Linked DNA regions of Macaca mulatta: region 2 is linked to region 1. The links are chromatin contacts, called in public Hi-C maps. All regions are on one chromosome and are shown on one strand. Each heading gives the region's core, a stretch centred on a gene start, on an enhancer-like site or on the middle of the called end of the contact. The rest is flanking DNA. Distances are from core to core; before and after follow the strand shown.

Region 1 (3,849 bases), core at 629-3,128:
AGGAGAATCACTTGGACCCAGGAGATGGAGGTTGCAGTGAGCTGAGATCCCACCATTGCACTCCAGCCTGGGTGACAGAGCAAGACTCTGTCTCAAATAAATAAATAAATAAATAAATAAATAAATAAATAAGCTGGGCATGGTGGCATGCCCCTGTAATCCCAGCTGCTCAGGAGGCTGAGGCATGAGAATCTCTTGAACCCAGGAGGCAGAGCTTACAGTGAGCTGAGATCGTACCACTGCACTCCAGCCTGGGTGACAGAGCGACACTGTGTCTCAAAAAATAATAATAATAATAAAAATTGAAGAACATACAGAAAATGCACAACTCATAAGATTGCAGCTTAGTGAATATTACAAAGTGAACACACCTGTTGACCATCGTCCAGGTCAAGAAACAGAACAGTCCCAGAACCCCAGAAGGCACTTTCCCTCCTTCGCAAAGCTACTACTCCCCTGACATCCATAGATTAGTTTTGCCTCCTTTTTAGTTTTTAATCTTAAAACTTAAGAAAAAAAGATATAACTTACATACAGTGAACTTTACCCTTTATATCCTAGTTCTATGAGTTTTGATAAACGTAAACCCCGAACTCAATCAAGATACGGGACAGTTCCACAACTCCCTCAAATTCCGTTGTGCCCTTGGTAGCCAACCCCTCCCCCCACCCCCAGCTCTTGAAAATCACTGATTTGTTCCCTCTCCCTATAATTTTATATATTTCGGTTGGTTTTTTTTTTTTTTTCAGGGTCTCCCTCTGTCTCCCAGGCTGGAGAACAGCGGCATAATCAGAGCTTACTGCAGCCTCGACCTCCCAGGCTCAAGCGATCCTCCCTCCTCAGGACTCCCTCCAGCTCCCCCATCACCAAGTAGCTGGGACTACAGATGAATGATCCAGTATTTGGGGGTGGGGAGGCGGGTTTTTGAACTCCGTCACTCAGTGTTTGTGAGATTCATTCATGATGTTGTGTATAACAGTAGTTCACTTGCACTGCTGTATCAATGTGCCATGATTTATTTATATGAGTTGGTATGGATATACTACCAAGTATTTATCCATTGTATTGTCGATGGTCATCTGGGTTGTTTCCAGTTTGAGGCTTTTACAAATAATGCTGCTAGAAATATTCCTGCACGTGCCTTTTTATGCTTATGGGTATGCATCTTCTTTATGGCTTGGTGATACCAGCGTCAGGAAGATGTGCTCCTATGTTAGTTTCCATAAGTTTCACGCTACCTTTCACACTTAGAGCTACAATTGATCTGGAATTCAGAGCTGTGTGTGATGAGAGGTAGGGGGCCAATTTCTCTTTTTCTTTTCCCTACGTAGATATCCCGTTGACCCAGCACCATTACCTAAAAATAGTTTCCTCCTGTGCTCTGCAGCCCCGCCTCTGAAATAAATTGTCCATACACGTGTATTTTTGTTTCTGGTCTCTATCGTATATTCCACTGGTCTTCCCACTTTGTTTTTCTTTTTCAATATTTTTTTCTGGCTGTTCTTGACCTTCTGAATTTCTACATAATCTTCAGGCCCCTATCTGGGTGCACTTCCTGGTATCCCAGCATCTGACATGTGCCTGGCGCGCAGCAGGAACTCACGGCTGGCTGTAACCTGGCTGCATCAGAGACCAAGGCAAAGCCTTTCATTCGTGCCAGGTTCCAGCAACTCACCCCAGCCGCGCAATTCCTCCGCGCTCACTCCCACCCCCCGTGGCACACCCACAAAAGGCAAGGAGGCGTGCCTGTCGCGGCGCGCGTCACTTTCCCAAGGACCGGCTGGCTCCGCCGCGGCTCTCCCCGCCCCTGCCTCCGCCTCCACCTCTTGGGGCCGGGCCGGAAGAGTGACCTTGCCGCCTACTTCCCTCCGCCGCGGCAGCGCAAGCTCAGCGATGGCGGCCTCAGAAGGCGGCGGTCTAGGCGAGGACGCCCGGCTGGACCGGGAGACGGCCCAGTGGCTGCGCTGGGACAAGGTGAGGGGCGTCAGCAGGCGGGGAGCGCCCGGAGCGGGGCCGGGTGCTCCGCCCTCCCCAGGCGCGGCGCTGCGTACCCCGCCTGAGCTGCCTTCCCGCCCCGTGCACCCCGCTTATCTCCCGGGAAGACCCAGGAGGAGGGTGCGGCCGCTGCTAGGCCTCCTTCGGCCTGGCAGGCATGTGGCACGTTCGGAGTTAGGCCGGGAAAGCTTATTCCCGGACGAAACCAGCCATCCGGCCGGCCGGACTGCAAGTTTGGAGTAGAGGAGAGAGCCAGGGTGGTCTAAGCGCGGCCAGACCCTGGACGCTGTCTAGCTGAGGGACGCACGCCTGTCACTCAGACAGCTGGCTCGTGGTCCGTGGTCTGCTGTGCATCCCCATGGACCCATAATCGCTCCGTCCCGCCTATTCCTTTGGCCGCTGAGACCTTTGCTGAGCAGCGTTGTGGTCCGGTCCTCCCATCCCGAGGGCTTGGTTACAAACCAAGGATCCTCCTGGGTGGGCCCGCCTGGCTTCAGGAGTACCCCTTAGAACTTTGACTGCAGAGGAGGAACCCTTTGGACACAGCACGGTTTTCTGTCTCTTCATTCCTTTTCTTAGAGAGAATCAGGAACCCAGCTCTGGACATCACTCCCTCTCTCCTCTCTAACTTGCGTCTCGCCCTTTCTACCTGTTCTCCTGCTTGCTGTTCGGTTTTCTCGGAATGTCCCTCGCTGCTCTCCTCTGCCGAACTTGTTTCTCCCGTTGTGACTCATTTTGTGCCTGAACTTAAATGTGGCTTACGTAGAGAGTCCTTCCTTGGCTCCGAAGTGTAAATTATTTCTCCCTAATATTCATTCTAAACGGCCTGTCATTTTCCTTTCTAGCTCTTACTACAAATGGTAAAAACAAAAAACTCCAAAAACACTTGTTTGTGGGTTTGTTTAATGTCTGTCTCCAGGGCCGACTTCAGGGGCGAGAGACCCCTGCAGTCTCACAGGACTCCCGCTCCTGGAAGGGCCCACTGTTGTTTTAATGTCCTGCTGTCCTGTCTTGAAAATCTTAATGGTAAAAAAAGAGGTCACCCATTTTCATTGTGCACTGGACCTCCATAGATTATGTGGCCAGGCCTCTCTGTTCTCACTACCTTGGTTTGTAGTGCCTGGCATAGGCATAGTGCATGACGCCTAGTAGGTCACTGAAATACTTGAATGAACAAAGCAGATTACAAGGTCAGTAGGGGTCAGGTCTTTGTCTTTATTTACCATTCTCCGGCCCCTACAAATAAAATGTTAGCAAATCCCATTTCCAGGATACTCTTGGCAACTCCCTGGGGGCGTTTTTCTTTTCCTCGGAAGATAACCTTGTGATTCTCAAGGGAAGAAAAATGTTTCCATTTCTGATAACTTGCAATTTGTAGAGTACAGAATTGTTTTGAAGTCAGAGTTCATAATGCACTTTCCCTAAGAAGAAAAAGGAGAAGAAGAAAGCAATCTAATTTCTACACAGTGTTGCATCTGTGTATAGAAAAATTGTATCTCTCTGGGTAGAGATGAGATGTCCTTTTTTTTTTTTTTTAACCACTTCTCATGTTCTATCCTCTGTTAATTTCTTTTTTTGCTTTGAAACTGGCACCTAACTTAGAAGAAGCCCGTTCATTCTCCAGTGAATCTCCCACCAGCTAAAAGCGCTGCAGCCCTCTAGTCTGACTACCCCCCCGCGATTGGCAAGGCACCCTGGCAGGTGCCCTCTGTGTTTCCACCGTGCCCTTCATCCCTGCTGTTTTCTCTGCTGTCAGTTTTCGTCACTGCCAGGGCTGATTTTGATCCTGCTCTCCTCTTGACTTCTCATTCTTATCTGTCCGTCTCCTTTGTTTCTCTCAGGCTACTTTCATAT
Region 2 (4,023 bases), core at 817-3,316, 64 kb after region 1:
TGTAGGCACTAACCTCTTATTTTTCTCCTTAGTCAAATGGATTTAACAATCTTTGCCCTGCCGTTTTTGAGCAAATTAGCAACAATATATAAGGGCTGTACCTAGCACAATACCCCAAATCGCCTAACACCTCCACAAATAATAGCTACCACTATTGTGAGAGTTTTAAGTCAAGCTGTGAATAAAACTCTTGTGTCCACTTAAATATACCTGCCCTGGATGTAAGCATCCAGAGAAATCAGGGAATGCCCTAAGACAGCTCTAATCTAAAAGCCTACAAGAGTCTCAGTGGGCTTCAAGGAACACACTGTTCTTGGTAGGAGAAGGAACCTTAGCCCTCTATTTGCCTCCTGGGCCATAGTAATATTGATAATAGCTGCTGCCTTTAGTTGAGGACCATGTACGTCTGTGTCACTGCACTGGCCACTTTACTTACACTTTCCTGCTTTGTCCTCACAAAAATCTTGTAAGGTGTGTATTGGTCCCATTTAGCAGGTAAGAGAACGAAGACCAGAGGTCCAGCACCTTGCCTAAACCACACCTGCTGGGATTTAGACTCAAGTTCAACCGTAGAGCTCAAACTCTCAGCCACTTCCCTAAAGTCCACCTCCAGCTACATTAAGTAAAAAAATCCAGAAAGATGCCACCTGGGTGTCTGGAACTGCCTCCTCTGAGCACCCGGCTCTCCCCTCCCTGCGGACTCTTCTCTAGAGAGGATGTGATGCTTCTTACTTTTCTCAGATCCCTCTCCCCACCCTGCGAGTGACGTTGCGCCTATGTGCCTGGTGGGATAGGGATCTGGGAGCTTTGCCTGTTTCTTGCACACTGCCATCCCCTAGTCCTAGGGAGCGAGCTCTGTACCCCTTTTCACTTCTCCTCCGCGTTCTCCTCTCCTCCTTGCACTCTACAACACCCCTGGGAATGTCCCCAAACCTGATCGGGGCATGCACACCGCGGTGTGCGTGTGCGTGTGTGTGTTCCTGCGCGTGTGCCGGGCGCGCGGGGCAGGAAAAAGCGCCTAATCCAGGCTCTGCGTCACTCCCGCAATTGGTTAGAAATGGAGTTTCCTGGTGTTTTAATCTCGGGAGGGCACCTCGCCTTCGCTGTTTCCCAGAGTCCCTGATTTTCCTGCCTTGCATGCCTGCGCCCCATAGGGCATCCGTGCCTCAATTCATCCCCTGCCATCATCCAAGGAAGGGGTGAGGGGTAAGGCGGGGGAGAACGAGGTGGGTTGGTCGTCCCCTGGCCTCCGCCTCCCATGTTGTGTGCAGTTTCCACCACGTCCGTTTCGGAGGGAGAAGGGGAGGGTGCAGATGAGGCGAGGCTCCTTCAGGAGCGCGGAGAGCGGGCAGGCAGTGCCACCTGCTGAGAGCCACTCAGGCCGAGCGAGCGGCGGGCAGTGCCACCTGCTATAAATAGGCCGCCAAGGACAGGGTGTGCGACTGCACAACCCGCCACGAGGGCCTGCATCACGCGTGGGGCCCCGCGCCCCCGTCTCCCCAGGGAAACGCTGTGCCCAGATCCTGCGCAGGGGGCTGGATGGGGCGGCAGCCCGAGTACCTCCCCCCATTTCCCCTACAGACACTGGCTGAGGATGGCCCGCGGGCTTGGGGGCGGGGGGTGGCAAAGAGGGGAGGGAGGCCGCGGCGGACCCGCAGTGCAGCAGCTGTTGCTCGCGTGTGACTCGCCCGTCCGGGCCGTGGTGCCCGGGCACAGTCGCACGGCGCAGTGGGGAGGAGGAGGACACCAAGTCCCCCTCGCAGCTCCCCGGGGACCGAGTGGGGAGATCCCGGCTCCTGTCCTCTCCTCGCCTCCCGCGCGCTCGCCCAGGCTGGGAGGAGGAAACGAGAGCCGCGCGCAGACACCTCCTCCTCCTCTCCTCCTCTTCCTCCTCCTCCTCCTCCTCTTCGGCTGCTGCTCCTGGTGCCGCCACAGTCCGCCGGTGCCTGTTGCTGCCGCCGCCGCGGGACCCGCTGTGTCCTCAGCCGGGTGGAGAAGAGACGGGCGCAGAGCCGAGGGGAGCCCCCTCCCCGGCCCCCAGCGGCGGGAAGAGCGCAGCCAGCCCGGCACGATGGACGCCCCGCCCGCCCAGGCCGTCCCCAGGATGCCCCCAAGCACCTGCGCGTCCCGGCCTGGCCCCGGGCTCTGAGCGCGCCGCGGCACAGGTAAGCGCCTTCCGGGGCTTCGACCTGGCCACCCCGCTGGCTTCTCTTGGGGCATCGCGGCCGCCCCCGCCCCCAGCACGCCCCTGCCCCGCCTGGCCGCGGAGGGAAAGGCATCTGGCCGCCCACGGACGCTCCTGCTGGCCTCGCCAGCGGGGTCTCTCGGGGGAGGAAGTTCATTGCCATTTCGTTGTCCCCCAAACTCCCCCCCGCCCTTGGGCGAAAGCGAAACCTTGATGTTGCTAGCGACCCGAGAGCTCCGCCGGCTTCTCCCCCAACCCCCACCCGCTCATTGGTCCACGCATCTCTCCCCTCCCCCCTCCCGCCAAATATCTCAAGGGCTAGCGTGTTTGCAAGGCGACCACATTGGGAAGAGTGTGGTCAGAGTGACCCCAAGCCACCCTTTAAAAGTTCAGGGTACTTTGCAGTTGTAACTTTGGCAGCTCCACCAGTGCGCGCAACATTTCTTTCTATGGGCACATCCTGTACCAGTCATTTTGAAACCCTTCTGAATTGTTTCTAGCCGCTTCCTGACGGCTCTGTGATTATGAGACCCCCTCAAACTTCACCAGGCATTAGGTTTTGTTTTTGTTTTTTTTTCAAAGAGGTATCATTTTGTTTGAAATCCACCTAGATGTGACTTTTCCTGTTTTGATTTTACTTAACATAGCTTATTCTCTGGAAGTTACTTTAAAACCAAATTGAAAGTGATGGTTGTTCCTTCCACCAAACAGTTTAATTTTCAGGGTGCCCCCTATTAATGGATATGTTTTCACTTCATAGATTTCTCATTGTTTCCTTTATGATGGGATGATTTCATTTATTAATAAAACCAGACTTTGAAAGAGCATTTAAAAATGACCTGGTTTAAATAGGTCACACCCAAGAAACTCAGCTCTCTGTACAGGTTCAAACTTCTGAACTTTTTGCACTGGACCTAAGCTGAATGCAGAGGCCCTGGTCCAAAACCCTTGGTTAGGAGGGCAGAAATTTCTTCTCTAGATGTGAACTGGGATTGGTAGGAGTTGGAGAATGGCCACCTCTGGTTTTTGTTGTTTTGGAAGTCAGCTGTATGTGGGAGGGATTGGGGTGGAAGAATGAAAGGAGAGCTGCTCCCAGAGGCTGAGAATCCACCTTGCAGAACGACTTTTTACATTTCTGACTCTTCGTGTTCTGTCACTCCCGTGGGTTAGGAATACCTGAACAGGTGAGTTCGGCACCTTTTTCTAGAGTTGAGATGGCTTCTCTTGGTCGGGAAAGAAGTGTGCGTCATCATCAACTTCCTAGGAGCTGTCTTAAGGAATAAGGACATGGCATGAAAGAGTTTACATAGTAAAGGTTTAACTGCTTTTGTAAACAGGTGTTTTACAACGATTTGAAATTGGATGCTGTCATAGTCTCACAGTCTGCCTGTTTCCTGTTATTTTTTTCTGGCATGTTATAGAAAAATAAGACCCCAACAAGTGCTTTCTCTCCAGATTTATCTATAAGTAACCATTGACATAACATGTCGCTACTGGATAGTAGCCACAGCTGTGAGTTAAAAGGTATCATATAAAATGTTTAGGCCAGGAGCAGTGTCTTACACTTGTAATCCCCACACTTTGGGAGGCTGAGGCAGGAGGATCGTTTGAGCCCAAGAGTTCAAGAAAGATATTGAGACCCCATCTCTACAAAAATTTTTTAAATGAGCTAGGGGTGGTGGCACCCACCTGTAGTCCCAGCTACTTGGGAGGCTGAGCCAGGAGGATCACTTGAGCCCAGGAGTTCGAGGCTGTAGTGAGCTATGACTGTGCCACCTCAGTGGAGCCTAGGTGACAAAGTGAGATCCCATCTCTTAAAAAAGAAGAGTTTAGGGGAT

Evidence for each region. Hi-C and Micro-C count contacts between places; a contact is called where the count stands out from the background.
Region 2: a Hi-C map of blood shows a contact between it and region 1, with 3 times the contacts expected there. The contact joins the promoter of TBC1D1 here to the promoter of PGM2 in region 1. A contact is called at or near these places in 2 of 14 Hi-C or Micro-C datasets (blood and cortical neurons).

The regions. Positions count from the first base shown.
Region 1 is chr5:37,049,980-37,053,828 of T2T-MMU8v2.0, forward strand. PGM2 (phosphoglucomutase 2) reads left to right here and starts at 1,879. Exons shown (of 14, transcript XM_015138198.3): 1 at 1,879-1,974. The coding sequence starts at 1,894.
Region 2 is chr5:37,113,868-37,117,890 of T2T-MMU8v2.0, forward strand. TBC1D1 (TBC1 domain family member 1) reads left to right here and starts at 2,067. Exons shown (of 20, transcript NM_001258065.1): 1 at 2,067-2,165.